2 separate regions of the Pan troglodytes genome follow, and region 1 is linked to region 2. A link is a contact called in public Hi-C data. All regions are on one chromosome and are shown on one strand. Each heading gives the region's core, a stretch centred on a gene start, on an enhancer-like site or on the middle of the called end of the contact. The rest is flanking DNA. Distances are from core to core; before and after follow the strand shown. Region 1 overlaps ADGRG6 (adhesion G protein-coupled receptor G6). Region 2 overlaps VTA1 (vesicle trafficking 1).

Region 1 (4,032 bases), core at 801-3,300, 220 kb before region 2:
TAAACTAGATTTCATTTGAAAACAATCATTTAGGTTCTACAACCAAAAGAAGGGAAACAGAAGCAGGACTACTACTAATAATTCAGCCTTGATATCATAAGTAATAAGGATTGACAGAAAGAGATAGATACAGACACAAGAAATTTAAAGATAGAATGCATAACATTTAGCAACCAAGACAGGGGAAAAAAGGAAGAATAGAGGACGTTTTGCTAATTTCCAACTTCAAAAACTGGTACATATCGATCTAATAAAAGGAGATGGGAAATAACAGAAGAAGAGCAGACTTAGGTGGGGTAGGGTAAACACTAAGTCCAGTAACGGAAACTGAGGTGCCTGTGTGACACCTAGATGCAAAAGTGTTTTTGTAAGAGGTGTAGCCAGGAAATACTCATCAGAAGCTATAGAGTGTTTGGGATCACTGGAGATAGATTGTAGATTTGAGAAGGAAACAGGATGGAACCACAGATATTTCTATATTTAAGCATCAGATATAAGAAAAAGAGCTATAGACTTAAAAAGGTAAAAACAGCTTTTACAGAGGTGGTTTTACATAATTTAAGAGAAGAAAGTTTAATGCAGGGTGTGACAATATCAAGAATACCAGAAAGGCCAAGAATGATAAAGAATGAGAAGACCTTTAACTTTGCATTGGGATTTTGGTAGTACCTCTATAGAAAATAGTTTGAGTTGTGTGGGAATGATGAAATCTAGACTGCCAAGGTCTGACGAGTGAATGCAAGAAGAGGAAGCTTGGCTGTGAAAGGAAGCAGAGAGAGGAAGGGGGAGTTTTAAAGATTGAAAACTTAAGCAAATGCACAATGAAAAAAGAACATTTGAGGAGGCAGAAGTTAAGGCAGGACTGAGGTGGAATTTTGTCTTGAATGCTTTTTGCCCATTATTCCCTTGCATCACATTTACTGTATGCCCATTTTTTGTAGGACCTCCCTTTTGTAGGTACTTATATTTTGTAAGGGACTTCCGCAAACTAAAAAGCCTTTAAAGTTCAGAGACTAATGAAATCTCAGCCTCTGTAGCATGCAACAGAGGAGACCCTGGAGGGAGTTCCTGTGGTTCTCATATTACACACAATGTTGGCAGTCTAGGGCTTCTTAGGCCACTTCTGGCACTGATACAATATCTCTGGAAGACAAAGGGAGATAAGGGCTCAGTGTTGTGGGAAAGCAGTTTTTAGGCAAACTACATTCCCAGTATGTTAAAGAGCTTAGAGGTAAAAATAGGAAAAGAAAATCAGAAGAGCTATGAGTTAGAGCAAGATATTTAACAATTTTCTTGAACATTTCATCAGTTTCACTGCACAGTAACAAGTATAAATTTCAATATGTAGCATTCTTTTATGGGAAACTGCAACATTTACTTCTCAGTATTTTAGTTAGCTGTTCCTTCTGGGGAACTTCTAGTTTAGCAAATAGACATTGCTTTAAACACTCAATAAACACTATTTTAATATGATCCAATATAACAATAAAAATCACACTGGAATATTTTTAAGTAAAAATGGTATAAATACAAGTGACTAATTTAAAGGAAATTTAATTGATAAATGAAAACTTGCATTACAAACACACCAAAATAAACAAATACATGAACTATCAAAAGTGTATACAAACTTTATTTCTACCCAGTTCCATTTTCAGCATATCTGCATAAAAAGTCAATATCACAATCAGTTTTCTTTGGCTGATGGATTTACACATCAGGAGGTTGTTAAGAAAGAACAAACAATCCACTCTCCTGGATAATGGTATGTTTTATCATCAACAAATTGGTTTTAGAATATGATGTGTATGTGTTCACTGATTTTCGAGGCTACCAGAAAGGTGTTTTCAGGTGTTTACTTAATATTAATGAGACAGCCAAATGTCTAGGCAGATAAAAAGGGGCCCCCGGAGAATCTCCCACCCGCCCCACAAGTGTTTACATCAGATGCTTTTGTGCAGATGAGGAAACCTGCCCAGGCCTTGCCTGAGCCTGCCCACAGAGGACTGGAGCCCGACTTGTGGGAGGTGGGTGGAGCCACGGGGAATTCATGCCTTATGCAGGGGAGGAGGCTGCTCTCTCCAGCTCCTGTGGGGACCTGGGAATCAATCAGTGAGGTGGAGGGCCTGTTAGCAGGCCTCCGTCTCACTTTGCTGAGCTTTTTGTTGTTGTTTTTTGTTTTGTTTTTCCTTTTTGCCCAATAAAGTCCTGCTCTACTGACCACTCATTGTGTCCGTGTGCCTAAATTTTCCTAGCTGTGTGACAAGAACCCGGGTTCTAGCTGAACTAAGAAGCAAAGTTTTACAACATTAACAGCAACATTTAGAGCCAAGTTTTCTTGAAAAAAATGTAATCGCTGGAAACAGGCAGTTGAGGAAAAACTCTAAAGCCGTTAATCCTTCTCTATCTGTTGTACTTTCCAAATTATGCTACTGAAAGGAGTCACTATATGTTAATATTTACACAAGTTGTGGTAAAAAAGACTGATGTGTAGCCCACTGCTCCTCTCATACCTACTTAATGATACTCCAAATAACCAAAGAGCAAATCCTCACAATAAGTTGCAATAACAGAAAAATAAAAACAGTAATTCCTTTCATTTTTTTCTTTGCAGTTGCTACTAAGATGAATTTTTCAACTTTTCATAAATAAATATATTTAAAGTGAAATTTAGTCATCTATGTTCATAAAGAGTTTGGGAATCCTCAAAGTATAAAGTCCTTTGTAAAGATAAAATGATTTTATCTTAATTTTATTATTTAAAAATGATTTAGTAATCTAAAAATATTACATTCAATCATTTGTTAGAAATGCAAGGGAGGAGCCAATAATGAATTGAAGTTTTATAGCTATGAAGAACAGAACTGTAATGATTATGAAACGGTAAAAATCCAAGAGTTGATGAAACCTTAGCAAACTCTGTAAAAAATCCTAGAGAGGGAAACAAAAATACAAATCCAGAAATTTCAGAAAAGAATAACAATAAAGTATTTATGAAGTGTGTCTTATCTCTACATCCACAGTAGCTAACCGATGGAAGTGCCTAATAAATGCTTGTTAAAATAAATGTAATTTGTTTGAACTTAGACTATTCATTGCGTTATACTGTACCACTCCCTCAGGAAAGAGTAGTAATCAGTAAAATAAATAAAACTAGTAGAGAAGGCACTGTCTGTTCTTTGTGAAAATTGACGGACATCAGCCAGTATCTAAACTTGAATCATTACACAGGCAAATAAATACTTGCACCTATAATTAAAGAGTCCACTAAAAATTTATCTATCCATGAGGGTCATAAAACTGAATGTATTTAATAAAATTGTTATGAGAAAAATGAAGATGCTATAAAATGAAGCAGATTTACTGCTAAATAAACATTTCGTTTTTAAAAGTATTGACAGGTTTAACCATGTTTTTAAAAATCTGCTGAAAATTTCCTAATTAAGGTAAAATTCCCAAATATTTTTTAGAAAAGTATAGGAAAACAAAGTCATATACTAAAATCGTTAGAGTATTTATTAATAATATATCAATTTTATTAAGGCTAGGATGTTTAATACGTGAAAAAAATGACAGGATATTTTAACGTTGAATTGAGTCAGTTCAATTCTACTATGTTACTTTCGTACTAAAATTTATTTAGCAATATACCTTTGCAAAATCTATTTATTTTTCCATCACAAATTAATCCTGAAATAAAAGCTCATATTTAGCAGACATTGTCCATTCAATGGAATGCTAGAAATAAATTTCTATTCTCCCATTGGTTACTGTACTGATTAGTTTGTTGGAAATTATAACCATAAACAGTAAGATGCTTTCATTTCCTGGAAAAAAAATGAAAGGTTAAAATGTTAACAGGGTACACTTATCAAAGATTTGCTTAGCTAACAAGCTTTGATATAATCTCTGTTTACAGGTATTTCCTGTCAGTTAATGAGTGACTTGGACTCTTCAACTCCCAAAGCTGATGATTAAGCAGCAGGAAATTCCCTCTCCCATCATTTCTCCTGAAACACAGTCCAGGACATC
Region 2 (4,633 bases), core at 1,168-3,667:
CAAAAAATTTTGTGAAGTTGATCTTATTATTATCCTGAGTATATTAATAAAAAACCTGAAACTCATAAGGTCATGCAGGCCATAAACGACAGGTTAGGATTTGACTCAGGCAGTGTGGCTCCAGAGTCTTACCCTGCATCCAGCAAGATGTCTCTCTTCATATACACATATACAATTATATATAACCACAAATGTTATATACATTGCAACATGTAATTTGTTTGCACCCTTCATTTTTACATTATGCTGTGGGCTATGGCAGCTTTTGTAATAAATGTAACTCCATATATCTTTGACAGTTACATAATATAAACTTTCCATACTGATAGGTATTTAGATTTTCCATTATACTGCCTCTCGGGGGAGCTACAAAAGTGTGGAGGCTTTTTTTTTTTTTAACTTCTATTTTAAAATGCAATGTCTGGGGGTACTACCACCATTTAAAACAGTAATATCCTGAAAGGTACTGGGCAGCCCTGACAACAAAGAATTGCTCCTCCAAGACTTGTTAAGGGTCACCAAGTAGAAACAATAATAAATTGAGGTTAAAAAAAAAAACCCAAAATAGTAAAAACATAAAAATCTGACAAGCCACAGAAAAATAAATATAAAAAAACATAAAAAATGTAAATGTAACAGCCCAATGAAGAATTTCAGGGAAAGTAGGAACTTATATCAAGCATGGTTATTGAAATCTACTATATATATACCTTGACTGTTCAAGAGTATATAAGCTTCCACTTTGAACAACCAAATATAATTGTCATAGAAGACAAACCTTATCAAAGATGCTTAAACCTGTATGAATGCCAAAAAAGAAATGAAAGTTAAGAATGTGTTATCTGACTCCACAGCCCCTTCAACTTTACGGTTTTTTCTAAAGAGATGTAAAATGAGTTGACATTATTCAAAAAGGAAAGAAATAATTTTTAAAAATAAAACTCATGTTTGCATATATGTTCACAAAAACAAACTTAAGAGGAATGGAAGGCTAACGGATAAATCAGTAGTCCAACATTCTGTGTGTTTATTGTCACTGCTACAGTAAAGTACCCTGAGAAAGCTTATTAATAAAAAAAAGTAAGTAATCAAGCAATAAGACTATAGACTCTAGTTTATCATTCAGGAACCAGCAAAGACTGAAAGGAACTGCTTCTCTTTATTGGTTTAGTTAAACTTGTCTGAATGAATTTAAAATCCAATTTCTATGTGATTAACCCAACAAAAAATAGTAAGAGGCAAGTTATTATTATTATCATTTTTTTGAGACGGAGTCTCGCTCTGTCACCAGGCTGGAGTGCAGTGGCGCAATCTCGGCTCACTGCCACCTCTGCCTCCTGGGTTCAAGCGATTCTTCTGCCTCAGCCTCCTGAGTAGCTGGGACTACAGGTAAACGCTACCACGCCCGGCTAATTTTTGTATTTTTAGTAGACAGGGTTTCACCATATTGGCCAGGCTGGTCTTGAACTTCTGACCTCGTGATCTGCCCACCTGGGCCTCCCAAAGTGCTAGGAGTACAGGCATAAGCAAGTGATTGTTAATGCTAATATCCATGTAGTTTACCATCTATCAATAAAGAAATCCATTGTTATTTAGCATTTACACTAAATTAACATTTTCTACTGGTATGTCCTGTAACATCTCAGAACTGAAATAACTTTATATATACTTACAGTTTCCTGAACAACTATACTGTATTTAATTTTCTGATGATGATATCAACAAATGAAGACTCTTGAGACTGTGTGTATACTTTAACTGGAAGTTTATTAACTTTACAATGTTACCCCCTAGAGGAAGCTTTAAAAATTGAAACTTGAAATTTTATACATTTAGTTACTCACGGCAAACTGAAAAAGGAAGGGGAAAGTTCTGAGTTTAGCTTTATCTACAGCACCAAACCTGGCAGAATCAAAATATTTATCTAACAGTGCCCACTTTTAGTAAAGATTCAAATATTTTCCGGCTTCATTAAAGAAAAATAAAGAGATGGAGCTCAGAGACATACTATTAACAGAAAGCATCTCCTTCATTTTCCACTCTCCACTTAGGGGAATCTCCGAGATTTTTTCACTGGCTTTTTTGCCTTTTTCTTTTGCCATGGATTGTACTAGTCCCTTTCCCCTCAGTTACTCTGTGGCTCACTCAATAACTGGTTCTCTAATTACTAGCTACTACCAACAATTTTTCATTCAACCGTTTTTTTTTAATCTGACTTTGTTTATTCGGGTCTTAGTTCTATCACTTAGTAACAGAAGGACCAGAAAGACTGTGAGGCAGACATCCTGAAAGAAAGCACTGTTAAAATGCCAATCAGCTACAGGAATGCTAGTTGTCTGCCTTATTAGGTGACAACTGTATGGCCATACTTCCCTCTAGGGACCACAACTGCCTTAAAATTCAGGTCAATTTGGCTAACACTTTTTGAGCACCTGTTCTTTATTATGTAAATATCTCTAGTGGCCTAGCACTACCAGGCAGAGTAAATGAATAAAAACTGGTAGCACAGTGTAAGCCTTCCTCAGTTTACAGTCTAGAAGAAAGACAAGCAAATGAAAAAGCAATTACGGTAAAGCTACACCAAGACATAAAGAACAAAAAGAAACACCTTAAAACTAGGAGACTTAAGAAAAGGCCTCCCAGAGAAAGTGACTTTCAAGCTAGTACCCAAAGGATAAAAATCTAGTGAGTGTGGTGGGGAAGAGAAGAGGTGTCAAGGCAGATAAAGTAGAATGTTAAAAGGCTTGAAGACAACCAAGTGCCTAATGTTCTAGTAACAAAATGAAATTAATTTGATTAAAACTACAAAAGGTGATTCAGAACTCAAATCATGAGGGGTCACTGAAGACAAAGATTTCTTCAGATAGACATATGGAACTGCATGTATAATAATTCCGTATTCCACACTTTCATATAAACCTTCCCTCATGTTATAGAAGATGCTTTGTAATGTTTAAACAATTACATTACTTTCTATGCAGTGGATATAACATAATTTACTTAACCATTTCCATAATGATATATATTTTAGGTTATTTTGAGCTTATCATAAATGTATAAATAATCATTCAGGAAATTCTGCATAAAGGTCTTACTAAATGTATAGTTATTTCCTGAACACGTTTCCCCAAACTGGAATTACTGAATTAGATACTCTACATTTTGCCAAAATGCTTTCCAAACTTTGTACCAATCACACAGCCATGTCAGCAAGGATCTGAACGCGTACTCATTTGTACTGAGTCATATTTTTACAGTCAAAAATTGTTATTCCACTTTAATTTACATTTATTACTAACTAGGATGAATGCTTAACTCTAGCTAATAAATTTCAAAATACAGTAGAAATGAAAGATATTCTAGAAAACTACTATATCAAGAATGGCTCAAGAGGAAAATATTTTTCTAATAGAAGAAATTGAGAAATATAAAAAAGCACAAAGTTCTGCTGTATCAATGATTTTTTTAAATCTAAAGAAAGTGGTAAATCTGCTTGCGTTTTTAATCCAACTCACATTTGAGGAAAAGGAGTAATTTTCTCAACAATATCTAAGAAACCAGAGTAACGTTGTTACTAAAAATCTCAAAATGATAACGTAACTATGATATATTAAGAACTCTCAAACTCAAAAATAATGAGCAAAAACATGAAGACATTTTACTGAAGATGATACCCATATGGTAAATAAGCACATGAAAAGGTTTTCAACTGTATTAGCTATCAGGGAAATAAAAACTAAAACCACAATGAGATATCACTGTACCTATTAAGAATGACTAATTAAAAATAGTGACACAAAATGCTGGTGAGAATGAAGAGAAACTCTATCACTTATTCATGTGTTGCCAATAAGAGTAGATGCTCTGCAAAACAGTTTGACAGCTTCTAATAAAACTAAACATGCAATTACAATATGATCTAGCAACTGAATTTGTGGGCATTTATCCCAGGGAAATGGAAACTAGGGTCACACAAAAACTATACGTGATTATATTCACTTTATTCATAATTGTCACAAATTTAAAACACTTAAATGTCTTCAATGATTAAACTGTTACACTGTAGTATACACATAGGGTGAAATTCTACTGAGCATTAAAAAAGGAATAAACTTGGATAAATCTCCAGAGATTATGCCAAATGAAAAAAGCCAATCCCAAAAGCTTATATATGATTTCATTTAATAGAACATTTTAAATGATAAAACTTTAGAAATGGACAACAAGTTACTGGCTACCAGGGGATGGGGGTGAGGTAGCGAAAAGGAGAAGGCAGGTTATATTAATAAAAGGGCAACAAGGGGAATTCTTAATTATTCTCTATCTTGACTATGGTAATGGGTACAGGAATGTACACCTGACAAAGCTGTTTAGAACTAAATATACACACACACACACACACAAATACATGTAAAACTGACAAAGCCTGAATAAACCAGTGAATTGTACCAATGCCAATATTCTGGTTATGGTACATTATTATAGTTTTGCAAGATATTATCATTGGGGGACATTGGGTAAAGGGTACACAGAATCTCTCTGTAATATTTCTTACAACTACATGTGCTGCACATGGACCTACAACTATTTCAAAAGAAAAAGTTTAATTAAAAGAAAATGCAAAAACTAATGG

Evidence for each region. Hi-C and Micro-C count contacts between places; a contact is called where the count stands out from the background.
Region 1: a Hi-C map of induced pluripotent stem cells shows a contact between it and region 2, with 1.5 times the contacts expected there. The contact joins two enhancer-like sites. A contact is called at or near these places in 3 of 7 Hi-C or Micro-C datasets (blood, induced pluripotent stem cells and stem cell-derived neural progenitor cells), 1 of 1 datasets of contacts at active chromatin or transcription factors (stem cell-derived excitatory neurons) and 1 of 1 other capture datasets (stem cell-derived neural stem cells).

The regions. Positions count from the first base shown.
Region 1 is chr5:154,227,844-154,231,875 of NHGRI_mPanTro3-v2.0_pri, reverse strand. The region is part of intron 4 of ADGRG6 (adhesion G protein-coupled receptor G6); the gene reads right to left. Among named protein-coding and RNA genes, the nearest start is that of ADGRG6, 76 kb to the right of the region's middle. Within about 2 kb of position 2,050, at least 7 of the 24 cell types and tissues checked have an H3K27ac peak or open chromatin away from gene starts, as enhancers often do. A contact at or near this core is called in induced pluripotent stem cells, where this site is marked.
Region 2 is chr5:154,006,280-154,010,912 of NHGRI_mPanTro3-v2.0_pri, reverse strand. All of the region lies in intron 1 of VTA1 (vesicle trafficking 1), which reads right to left. Among named protein-coding and RNA genes, the nearest start is that of NMBR, 8.8 kb to the right of the region's middle. Within about 2 kb of position 2,417, at least 1 of the 24 cell types and tissues checked has an H3K27ac peak or open chromatin away from gene starts, as enhancers often do. A contact at or near this core is called in induced pluripotent stem cells, where this site is marked.